2 separate regions of the Rattus norvegicus genome follow, and region 2 is linked to region 1. A link is a contact called in public Hi-C data. All regions are on one chromosome and are shown on one strand. Each heading gives the region's core, a stretch centred on a gene start, on an enhancer-like site or on the middle of the called end of the contact. The rest is flanking DNA. Distances are from core to core; before and after follow the strand shown. Region 1 overlaps Insr (insulin receptor). Region 2 holds the start of Insr (insulin receptor).

Region 1 (5,421 bases), core at 1,822-4,321:
ACATATGTGTGTAAGTGCACATGCATGTAAAGCTATGGTTCCTCAGATGTCATCCACCTTCATTCAGAAAGGGTCTCTTAGGGGCCCAGATGTTACTAGTTAGACCAGTCTGGCTAGCAGAAAGGCCCAGGAATCCTATGTCTGCCTCCCCAGTGATGGGAATAGAAGCACACACATGGATTTTTACTTGGGTTCTGGGTAACAAACTCCAGTCCTTGTGCTTTTAGGGAAAATACATTCCTGAGCCCTCTCCCCAACAACAAACAAGACTGTCTTCCCCTCCAGCCACAAACACACATTTACCTCCTTCCCATCAGAGTCATGGCACCAAGCTAACAGACAGAAAGACAGCTGGCCCATGCAAGGTTCTGACCTGGGAACAAAAACCACGTTGTGCAGGTAATCCTCGAAGGTCTTCCTGAATGAAGACTCCTCCAGCTCCTTCAGGATCTGAGAGTCAGTCTTAGGACATGAGCAGCACTCGCTGGCCGAGTCGTCATACTCACTCTGATTGTGCTTTTGAGAATCGTCAGACTCAAAAGGTGGGGACCAGGTGCGTGAGGGGAGCTTCAGCCCTAGAGAGAGGCAGAATGGGGGTTCAAGTCTCCTGAGAAAACACACACACACACACACACACACACACACACAACACAAAGCACACTCCACAATAAACATACACAGAGAGCACCATAGTGCATGCTCAGTAAGGTGAAACAGATGAACAGATCTTAGTTCGTGTGTGCGTGTGTGTGTGTGTGTGTGTGTGTGTGTGTTATTTAGTCCAGAGGGAATGCTTGAGTGTCATTCCTTAGACCACGACCATGCCCCCTCACTGGGGGCTCTAAGCCAGCACACTATCACAATTCATGGTTCCCACCTCATGTGTTTGAGACAAGCTTCACTTTGTTATCCAGTTGGCCCACAGGCATTATTTGTGTGTGTATATACATATGTATACATACACTTGTACATGTGTGTGTGCCCAAATACACCTGTGGGTCACATGTGTACTTGCATGTGAACATATGCACCTTAGATTGGGCTAGACGCTCTCCCTTCATTCCTCATCTTCCCAAAGAGTCGAATTACAGTTTTATATTACCAGGAGCTCCAAAGTTGCTGTGTGTGTCTGTGTGCATTCTGTGTGTATGTGTTAACTGTGTGCTCTCACCCATGTCAGAAAATACATGATGCCAAGTGTCTTTTGTAGTCATTTCTTCTTCCTAGTAGTAGTAGTAGTAGTAGCAGTACATTAATTTTATGAGGGAGGGGAGGGAGCAAGCCAGGGTGCACATGTGGATGTCATAGGATGACTTTCTGGAATCTATTTCCTTCTTCTAACACGTGGTTTTCACTGATTAATCTGTAAGCAAATACGTTTACCCACGGATATGCCTTGCCAGTCCCCCATCTTAGTCACTGAGAGAGAGTCTCTCACTAGACATGGACTCACGGTGCTAGGCTAGCTGACCAGCGATCTGCCTGTCTCTGCCTCCCCAGTGTGATGGTTACAGACGCATGTCATCAAAGCCAGCTTTTTTCTTCATGGGTGTTGGGGATCCAAACTTAGGTCATGCCATTTGTACAGCAAACGTTTTACCCAGCATCATTTTCTCAGCTCCAAAATCACCACAATTAAAAATAAAACCAAATTGTGATAGTCATAGGAAGGTACTACTGGTCATTTATTATATGTATTATCAAAATTATGGTTAAATAAACATCACATAAAATGGCACCATTGAAACCATGTGTGGGTATGGAGTTCGTGGCACCGTCTATTTACAGGGTGGCACCATTGTCTCTACCCATTTCCAGAACTTTCTCGTCTAAACCGAAGTTCTGTCCTCATTCAACACTGGTGTTCTACTTCCTCCAAAAATGGGCTCCATACTCAACTATTTTTAAGCCTCCTTAGTGTAAGCTCTGCCGGCTGGTTAAATGGCGCAGTGGGTGACTTGACTGCCATGCAAGCATGAGGACCTGAGTTTAATCCCTAGTGCCCACATCAAAACCAAACATAATAACACACATCTTACTCTTCAGTGCTGTGAAAGTAGTGACAAGGGGATCCCTGGAACTCGCTGGCCAGCCCCTTCGGCCAAATGGGTGAGCATGAGGGTCAATGAAAAACCCTGCCTCAAAAAGCAAGGAACCACAGAGCAAGACACCTGACATCAACCTCAAAGAAAGCCCTATGGATGCTTCCAGAAGAGTGCGGAACTGTGTGGAACAGTTACGAAGGTGTGCGTGCATACTGGGAGAGGGCTCAGTCAGACTCCAAACACACAAGTAGAAATGCATATGCCTCTATACACACACATGTGCAAATAAATTCTGTGATGTTCACATATCACTTGTGGTATTCATGGATATAAGGTGATTTTGGTTTTGTTTTAAGACAAGGTCTCAGATACCTTAGAAAGGACTCAAACTTGCTACGTAGGTAGGGATGACATTAAATGCCCAACCTTCCTGCTTCCACCTTCCAAATGCTGCAGTGACAGGGCTGACCCCTACACTGGGTCTATATGGTGCAGGGAATGGAGTCCAGGACTTCCTGAATGCTGGGAAACTTTCTACTGAGTAAGCTATACCCTCAGCCTTCGTAAGAACGATTTCCATTTACGGAATGTAGTTTGCTGCAGTCACCCTGGCATAGTGGAGATCACCTGCCATCCTAACTAACACCCCATCGGCAGGGACAGGTTGATCAGGGTCATCCTTGGGGTGCATTGTGAGTTTAAGGCCACCCTGGGCCACGTGAAACCTTGTTTAAGACCAAACAACAGCACAATCAAACCTTTTTAAGTTACTGTTTTGTGTTTTAAACAAAACAAACAAAAAGTGCAGCTGTGGCTGGCTGGTGGTTTCCTGTACTCAGATGCAGAGCCAACGAGTCAGAGCTGAGCCCAGGACTGGACTTGCTCTCAAGTTATATAAAGTATGCAGGAGATAAACCAAGTTGGTGATCCTGGCCAGGCAGGGATGATGTCACAGGCATGCATATAGCACATGATCTTAGCGTTGGGACCGTTCCCAGGAATCATCCGTCCTCCGCCCCTTTCCACAAAAGGAGACAGACTACTTGCTGCGTGACTTAGCCAAAACCAGACACCAGGCCAGGGGTGGATCCAGGCACAGACCTCAGCCACACCTCTCCAGCAGCCCCCTTGGCCTGCTTCTACAAGGTCACAGGACAGTGCTAACTGAAAATGAATCAGAGACAAAATCCATCAACTAAAAGAACAGCAAATCTTCACCTTATCTCTGGTTTAATAAATTTAGTGTTTTGTGTGTGTGTGTGTGTGTGTGTGTGTGTGTGTGTGTGCGCGTGCGTGCGTGCGTGCGTGCGTGCCTGCCTGCCTGCCTGCCTGCCTGCCAGGGTGGGTAGAGGTCAGATAATAGTTTTTGGAAGTAAGCTCTCTCTTTGCACTGTATAGGGATCCGACTCAAATCATCAGGGTTAGCAGCAAGCACCTCTATCCACTGAGCCATATTGATACCCCTATTTTCTTTTTTCTTTTTTTTTTTTTTTTGGTTCTTTTTTTTCGGAGCTGGGGACTGAACCCAGGGCCTTGCGCTTCCTAGGTAAGCGCTCTACCACTGAGCTAAATCCCCAGCCCCCCCTATTTTCTTTTTGATAACCCACTTTTAAGTTACTTTGAAATATATAATATACAATATAGTGACCATGCAAGGCAACTCCAGGACAAACATGCGCGCACGCGCAGACACAAACACATTCACATACACACTCAAACTCACACACACACTCACACACACTCATACTCACACACTCTCACACATACTCATACTCACACACTCATACACACACACACCCATACACAAACTCACACACACACACACTCACACACAGACTTACATACACACTCACACATACACACACACACACACACACACACACACACACCAGCCTCTACAACCAATAATGAAAAGCTTTTGAATGTTTCCATCACAAAGATGTGATGAAGCACTCACTACTCAGACTTACATATTTATGTTTGTGCTCTGTGAGGCTCATAGCTGAATGAAGCATTGAGCATGTTTTACTTGTTTGACTTGCAGTCCTGGGGACTAAACCCAGGGCTTTGGATGTATCAGGTTTTCAGCAACTCCCACCACCTCCCAGAGCATGAATCCATGTACAGTGTCTAAGATGTGTGTGCACTAGGGAGAAAGTGAGGATGGATCCATGGGCAATGCCTAAAAACGTCTGTTTACACTGGAGAAATTGCAAATATAGATCCTTGATCCTTGGACAATATCTAAAGATATGTGTTTGCTATGGCGAATGAAGATGGTAAGTGTTGTGAGTCCATGTATAATGTCTAATGGTGTGTGTGTGCGCACATGCATACAAGTGTGAAGACCCATGCACGTGCCCACACTGAGGAGATGGCTCAAACACTAAATGCAGGCAAGTGTGAGGACCTGAATTTGGCATCCCCAGAACCCACATAAAAAGCTGGTTATGGTTTTGGTATACTTATAATCCCAGCAATAGGGAGGTGGAGACAGGAGGATTCTTGAGGGTCACTCACTAGCTAGACTGGCCTGCTTAGTCTGCCCAGGCTAGTAAGATCAAATCAAATAAAAATAGAAATAGAAACCCACAAGGTGAGGACTGAGCTGTCGCTCGGTGGTAGAGCATCTCCTCATGTGCCTGGGGCACTGGCTCCAATGCTCAGTGCTGAATTTTTTAAGAAGGAGGGGGTAGTGGGATGGCTCAGCAGGTCAAGAGCTTGACTCCCTGCCTGACCCGTTGAGTCTGATCCCTGAGACCCACATGGCTGACAAGAAAACAGACTCCTGTAAGCTGTCTTCTGACCTCCACAGACATGCCATGGCACATGTGTGCCCACAAAGAGAATGAATGAATGAATGAATGAATGAATGAATGGAATAAAAATACTTTTAATTAAGAGAAATGGGTTGGGGCTGGAGAGATGGCTCAGCAGTTAAGAGTGCTGACTGCTCTTCCAGAGGTCCTGAGTTCAATTCCCAGCAACCACATGGTGGCTCACAACCATCTGTAATGGAATCTGGCCCCCTCTTCTGGTGTCTGAAGACAGTGACAGTGTACTCATACATAAAATAAATGAATAAATCTTAAAAAAAAAATGGGTTGAGGGTGCATCCCTGTTGTAGAGTGTTAGCATCCATACAGCCCTAGGTTTGAGTCCCCAGCGCTGTGTAAACCAGGCGTTGTGGTATAGTCATGTAATCCCAACACTTAGGAGGTAGAGGCAGGAGGTGCAAGAAATCCACTATCTTCCTCAGCTACATAGTGAGTTTGAGACCAGCTTGGCTTCAGGAGACTGTCTCAAAACCAAGCAAAAAAAAAAAAAAATAGAAACAAAATGTACAGCATTTTTGGACATACCAGAGTTATTCTCC
Region 2 (5,421 bases), core at 774-3,273, 100 kb after region 1:
AGGGCTGGGGCTCACCGACTACACAGTACAGTCAAATCAGCAAACTCTAGGTTCATTGAGAGACCCTGTCTCAAAACACAAGGTCGAGAGTGACAGAGACAAACACCCAAAGTCAACCTAGGGCGTCTGCAAACACACACACACACACACACACACACACACACACACACACACACACCCCAAATCAATGGCCATCCTTCATTGAGCACCTTCTGTATATCAGATGCTGGGGACCTCATTACCAGGTTAACAGATCCACTCCATAAGCTCAACCCAATCTGTTCCAGAATCCTGCAGTCTCCCCCCTAATACGCACACCTCCCTCATTCACAAAGGAGCTGCAATTCCTTCTCTCCTGGACCCCTTCCTCCTGGTAATTAATTTCCATTTTCAGAGAAAGCTGAACCAGTAACTCAAAAGGCATTTGTCACTGCATTTTTTTTGTTTTTTTTTTTTTTTTTTTTGTTTTTTTTCAAACAGTGCCTAACCTAGCCCAGGCTGGCCTCAAACTCAATCAATAGCTGGGCTTGCCACAAGCAACTGGCTATCCTCCTGCCTTGGCCATAACCAAGCACAGAAGTATAAGACCAGCCTCTGAACGAGTGAGTTTAGCACGCTAACTGAACCTCAGTTTAGCCCTCTGTGAAATGGGTGTGCAACACTTTTGGCCTCAGGGGAACACTGGGAGGTTCTAGGGCAAACCAGCCTGGAGACTCATAATCATTCTAATTATAACCATCCTGAAAGCTACCCCTACTGTTACTATGATTGCTGTGGGGCCAAAGGTATGTAGACTTTGCCTCTAGACATCTGAAAGTAGAAACTTATAAACACGGCAGCCATGAACTTATTATACACAAAGGGTCGCTTCTCCATCGATGAGGATACCCCGGACTTTGCGTTTAAACTGCTCAGGTGTCTGAATCTGTTGCACCCCAGTAACCATACTTACTTAAGGCAACCCCAAAGAGCCTCGGAGGGCAGATTTGGGTTTAGAGAAAAGAACAGACACGACTGAGAGGTGCACTGGGGACAGACAGCGGAAGGCTGGGCGGGCACTGGGGCAAGGTTCCTCAGACCCGAGATGGGCATACGCGGGGTACAGAGCCACAAACCCAGCGGGCAAAGGCCAAGGTCAGCCGGCTTCACGCAGGACCAGGGCCACCAAGCCCACTTTTCCCCCTTCCCCAGGGGAAAGGTAATCACTCACTAGGGAGGGGACTCTTCATAGACACAAGGACACTAGGGGAGTCCTCAACCTAAGTCCTTGGAGAGGGAGGTCTAGGTTGGCCGAGGAAGAGAAATGTCCATAACTCTCAGTCCTTAGGACTATCTTGCTGGGGTGGTGAAATGGGTGCCCTGAGTCCTTTATGGGGGAGTTGGTGCTCTTAAGTTGTATGGAGCGATGGGAAGGGTGTCCATTACTCAGCCCAAAGGGAGAGTTCTCTATGTGGGCTGTGGCAGTGGAGAGGGGGTGTCCTCGACCCTCACTCCTTAGGGTGAGGGCTCTAGGTTAGCTGGGGCGGTGGGAGGAGTGTCCCTGACACACTGTGATCGCCCCGTGTGCCAGACTTACCCTCTCCAGGGTACAGGTGGCCGGCTGTGCCCACCAGCAACGCGGCCACGGCCATCAGCAACGGCACCGCCGTCGTCTCACATCCTCTCCCGGAGCCCATAGCAGTAGGAGCGCTGGGACCCCGGCGATCAGAGCACGCCACGCCGGCCCACTGGGGACATACTCCGCGAGAAGGTCGCTGGAGAGGCAGGCGCTAGGGGCCGCACGTCCTTCTCTTCCACGCCGGTGGCTTACGGGCCGCAGATCTCCAGCCTAGAGGGCCCTGGGGACAGTCCTGGGAAGAGCACACAGGCCTCGGCTGCAAGCAACACTGTGGCGCGGCCCGCAGACTACAACCCCGGGTCACCCAGGCCCGGTCCTGTGTCCGCAATCGCAGAGTCCAGAGCTCACCAAGGTGCGTCCCCTGGCCGGGTCTCCCGTTTCTCCTCTCCGCGCAGCTCTGGGTGGGTCGCGTTGTGTGGAGTCTGAGACAGAGGGACGCGCGCACGGGAGGGCACCTGGGCTGGTGGCGGCGGCGGGAGCTAGGGCTCGACTCCGGCCAGTAAACAACGCGGCCCGTCAGCTGGGCCCGCGCGGGCCAAGGGAAAAGGTGGCGCGGATTAAGGCAGGGAAGGGACTGCGCGCACAAGTGAGGCCCGCTGGGGGGGGGGGGGGTGGGGTAGGGAGAGACAAGCCAGCGGAGCTCTGGGAGGCGTGGCCAGAGCTGGCAATGCCACGCCTTCTCGCCCCTTTGCCCGCTCGCCCAGTCGCCTCTTCGACTCCTCCTGTGGAGCCCCCAACTTCAGAGGCCCGGCGTGCACCCCAGACTCTTCCAATCCACACACCCCGAACTGCCGATTTAGAAAGGTTACGATTTAAAAGCTTGTAAGTGCTGGGTTCGGTCCCCAGCTCCGAAAAAAAGAACCAAAAAAAAAAAAAAAAAAAGCTTGTAAGTGTTCTCAGATACCAGTCTGACATAAACACCCAAACAACTCTGAGACTCCCCTGTCAGACGTCGGGAGCTGCCCCCAAAGAGTTCCAAGGTTCCTATTTAAAAGCCTAGGGAGGGCTGGAGAGATGGCTCAGCCGTTAAAGGCTAGGCTCACAACCAAATATATTAAAGCCTAGGGAGCCCCAGATCCCCTCCTAACGCGAAAACCACTAACAGGCCTGAGGTTCCAATGTAAAAGCCTAGGGACGCCCCCAGGTCACCTCCAGACTGCAGCAAACACAAATAACACCGAGGTTCCAATTTAAAGGTCTGGAGCTCACTCTAGATCTCCTCCTGGTTCGGACACCCCAAATGGTCCCGAAATAACAATTTAAAAGCCTGGAAATGCCCCCCTCAGATTCCTCAGGGCATGAACATCCCAAACAGCTCTATAGCCTCGAGTCTCTGATCACAACGTGGGAGCGCCAATATGCCCCCAGATGCCAGATTCGACCAAGCAGACCTTGACTTTCTTTACTCTTTTTACTACTTTTTGACTCCCGTGGGGAATTCAGTTTAATTCTTTACTCTTGATTCTGTTTCGCTTTACAACCTCTGCTCCTAATGCCTTACTGGATTCTCCCAACCCTTGCTCTGTCTAGGAGCTAGTGGGAGCCCAACAAGTTCCCTCCCCAGTGAGCTCCCGCCCAGCAGCGTGGCTGCACCAGCCTCCAGGCCAGAGCCACGTGTCCACAACGCAGGCAGCCTGTGCTCCCTGGCCTGAGCCCCTCCACCCAGCGCTGAATTCCAGCAGAAATCAATAAAGAAATGACTCCGAGAAGAACATAACAAGGCGTCTAGAACAACGGTAGAAACTTCATATAGGATCAGGGCAGACATATTCCATTTTCAACACACATACCAGTAGGTGGCTGTGTGTCTAAGAAAACAGCCCCGCTCAACCACCTTGAAGAGGAGCTAACCCTGTCTGGGCCTTACGAATATGTGCAGTCCAGAGTCCTCTACCCTTTACTCCCCACGCCCATTCAGACCCGAATGGCAGCTGCTGGTCTGTGCAATGGGTTTGACAATGCCTGTAAATAAATAAATAAATAAATAAATAAATAAATAAATAAATAAATAAATAAATAAATAGTGGCAAGCAATAGAAGAAGACACTCAAGGTCAACCTTTGGCATAATACACCACACACGCATGCACACACACACACACACACACACACACACACACACATACACACACACCAATAATAATGAAAACTAACACCAATACAATTGCAGACAGGCACCGAATGCTTGAAGCAGCACATCGGGGGTGCAGACGATGGTATCCAGAGACAGCCAGTCTTAAGGCTTGACTTTAGCCAACCCCGTGAGGTTGGAATGCCACAGAGCCATTTGATCTTTGACTGTCTTAGACCTTGAATAATCAATTATCTAGATTACTTCTGCCCATGACCCAAGTAATAGATAGACTTTAAAGAGTAAGCCACACCTCTGGCTTCCACTCACCCTAAAACCACCCCCCAGCCAAAGAGAATTTGCTTTGTTACTGGGGCCTGATGATCTAACATTCCCACCGGTGTGGTTGGCACACACAGTAACTGACTGCTTCTCTCTGTGCTTGCATGAAAACGGATGCAAGGGCTGTAGCTAAAGAGATAAGGCTTGTACATGGACCTGAGTTTGGAACCCCAGAACCTATACAAACATGGATGGAGTAGCGTCTCCATCTATTATCCTAATAATGTCTCTACAAGGAGATGGGAGATGGGAACTGGAAAATCACCCAGTGAGGTGAAGGACAGAAAGCGTGGCATCATCCGTGATAAACAACAGACTGTCTCAATAAGCTGGTAGGTGACAATCAACAGCAGAGTTTGTCCTCTGACTGCCGCATATACACAACGGCACATATGGTCGCTCTCCTGCCGTTCATAATGAACTATTTCCTTATTCATTCCCGGACTTATTACGTGGGCCAGAGCTGACCGTGTAGTGTCCAAGAAACACTGTATTCCATTCTAGCAACCCTAGTCCAGAGGATGGGGTGAGCCCTGCTCATATCAGTACTGAGGCATTAGAGGCAGAAGGATCAGGGGGTCAGGACTATCCTTAACTATACAGCAAGTTGGAGGCCAGACTCAGAAAACAAACAAGAAAAGTGCTCAATTTCGTGTCATTCCAACTACTCAGGAAGCTGTGGTGGGACTGCCTAGGCTTCAGAGCAAGTGAAAACCCATCATGGGTAACTTAATAAAGCCCTGTTTCAAACTAAAAGGGCTGAGAGTGTAGCTCAGTGAGAGGACACTCATCTGACCCTTGGATTAATCCTCAGTCTCAAAACCAGCATGTTAAGATGGGCAGAGAGCGGGGGTTGGGGATTTAGCTCAGCGGTAGAGCGCTTGCCTAGCAAGCGCAAAGCCCTGGGTTCGGTCCCCAGCTCCGGAAAAAAAAGAAAGGAAAAAAAAAAAAAAAAAGGATGGGCAGAGAGCTAACATCATGTAATTTCCTCTTCAGTGACTGATTCAGGCAAGAGCTATTGACTAACAGAACAATGGTATCATCCTCACACCTCTGTCTGCAACATACCGGGCTTCGTGTGGAGAGCTGCGTCATTAAGAAATTTTTGTCCTTGTGCAAATGTCACAGAGTGTATTTGCACAAGCACAGATAGTACAGCCTGGGCTGTATGGTACAGTAGGTCATTCCTAGGCTACAAAACTCTGCAACACTGTACACCAAACACTGGCTACACATGTAACACCGTGCTAATCTGTATCGAAACAGTAAATAGGCATGGCAGAAAACAAAAACACACAAACAAACAAAAAGCCTCCCTAAGTAAAGGACTTACTGAGCAAGGGCGAGGATCTGAACCTGAATCCAGATTCCTAGCATCCATTAAAAAACCA

The links. Hi-C and Micro-C count contacts between places; a contact is called where the count stands out from the background.
Region 2: a Hi-C map of liver shows a contact between it and region 1, with 2.2 times the contacts expected there. The contact joins the promoter of Insr here to the enhancer-like site in region 1. A contact is called at or near these places in 3 of 12 Hi-C or Micro-C datasets (frontal cortex, liver and psoas muscle).

Annotation. Positions count from the first base shown.
Region 1 is chr12:6,022,665-6,028,085 of GRCr8, forward strand. Insr (insulin receptor) reads right to left here. Exons shown (of 22, transcript NM_017071.2): 10 at 374-575. Among named protein-coding and RNA genes, the nearest start is that of Insr, 100 kb to the right of the region's middle. Within about 2 kb of position 3,072, at least 25 of the 93 cell types and tissues checked have an H3K27ac peak or open chromatin away from gene starts, as enhancers often do.
Region 2 is chr12:6,126,780-6,132,200 of GRCr8, forward strand. Insr (insulin receptor) reads right to left here and starts at 2,024. Exons shown (of 22, transcript NM_017071.2): 1 at 1,577-2,024. The coding sequence starts at 1,676.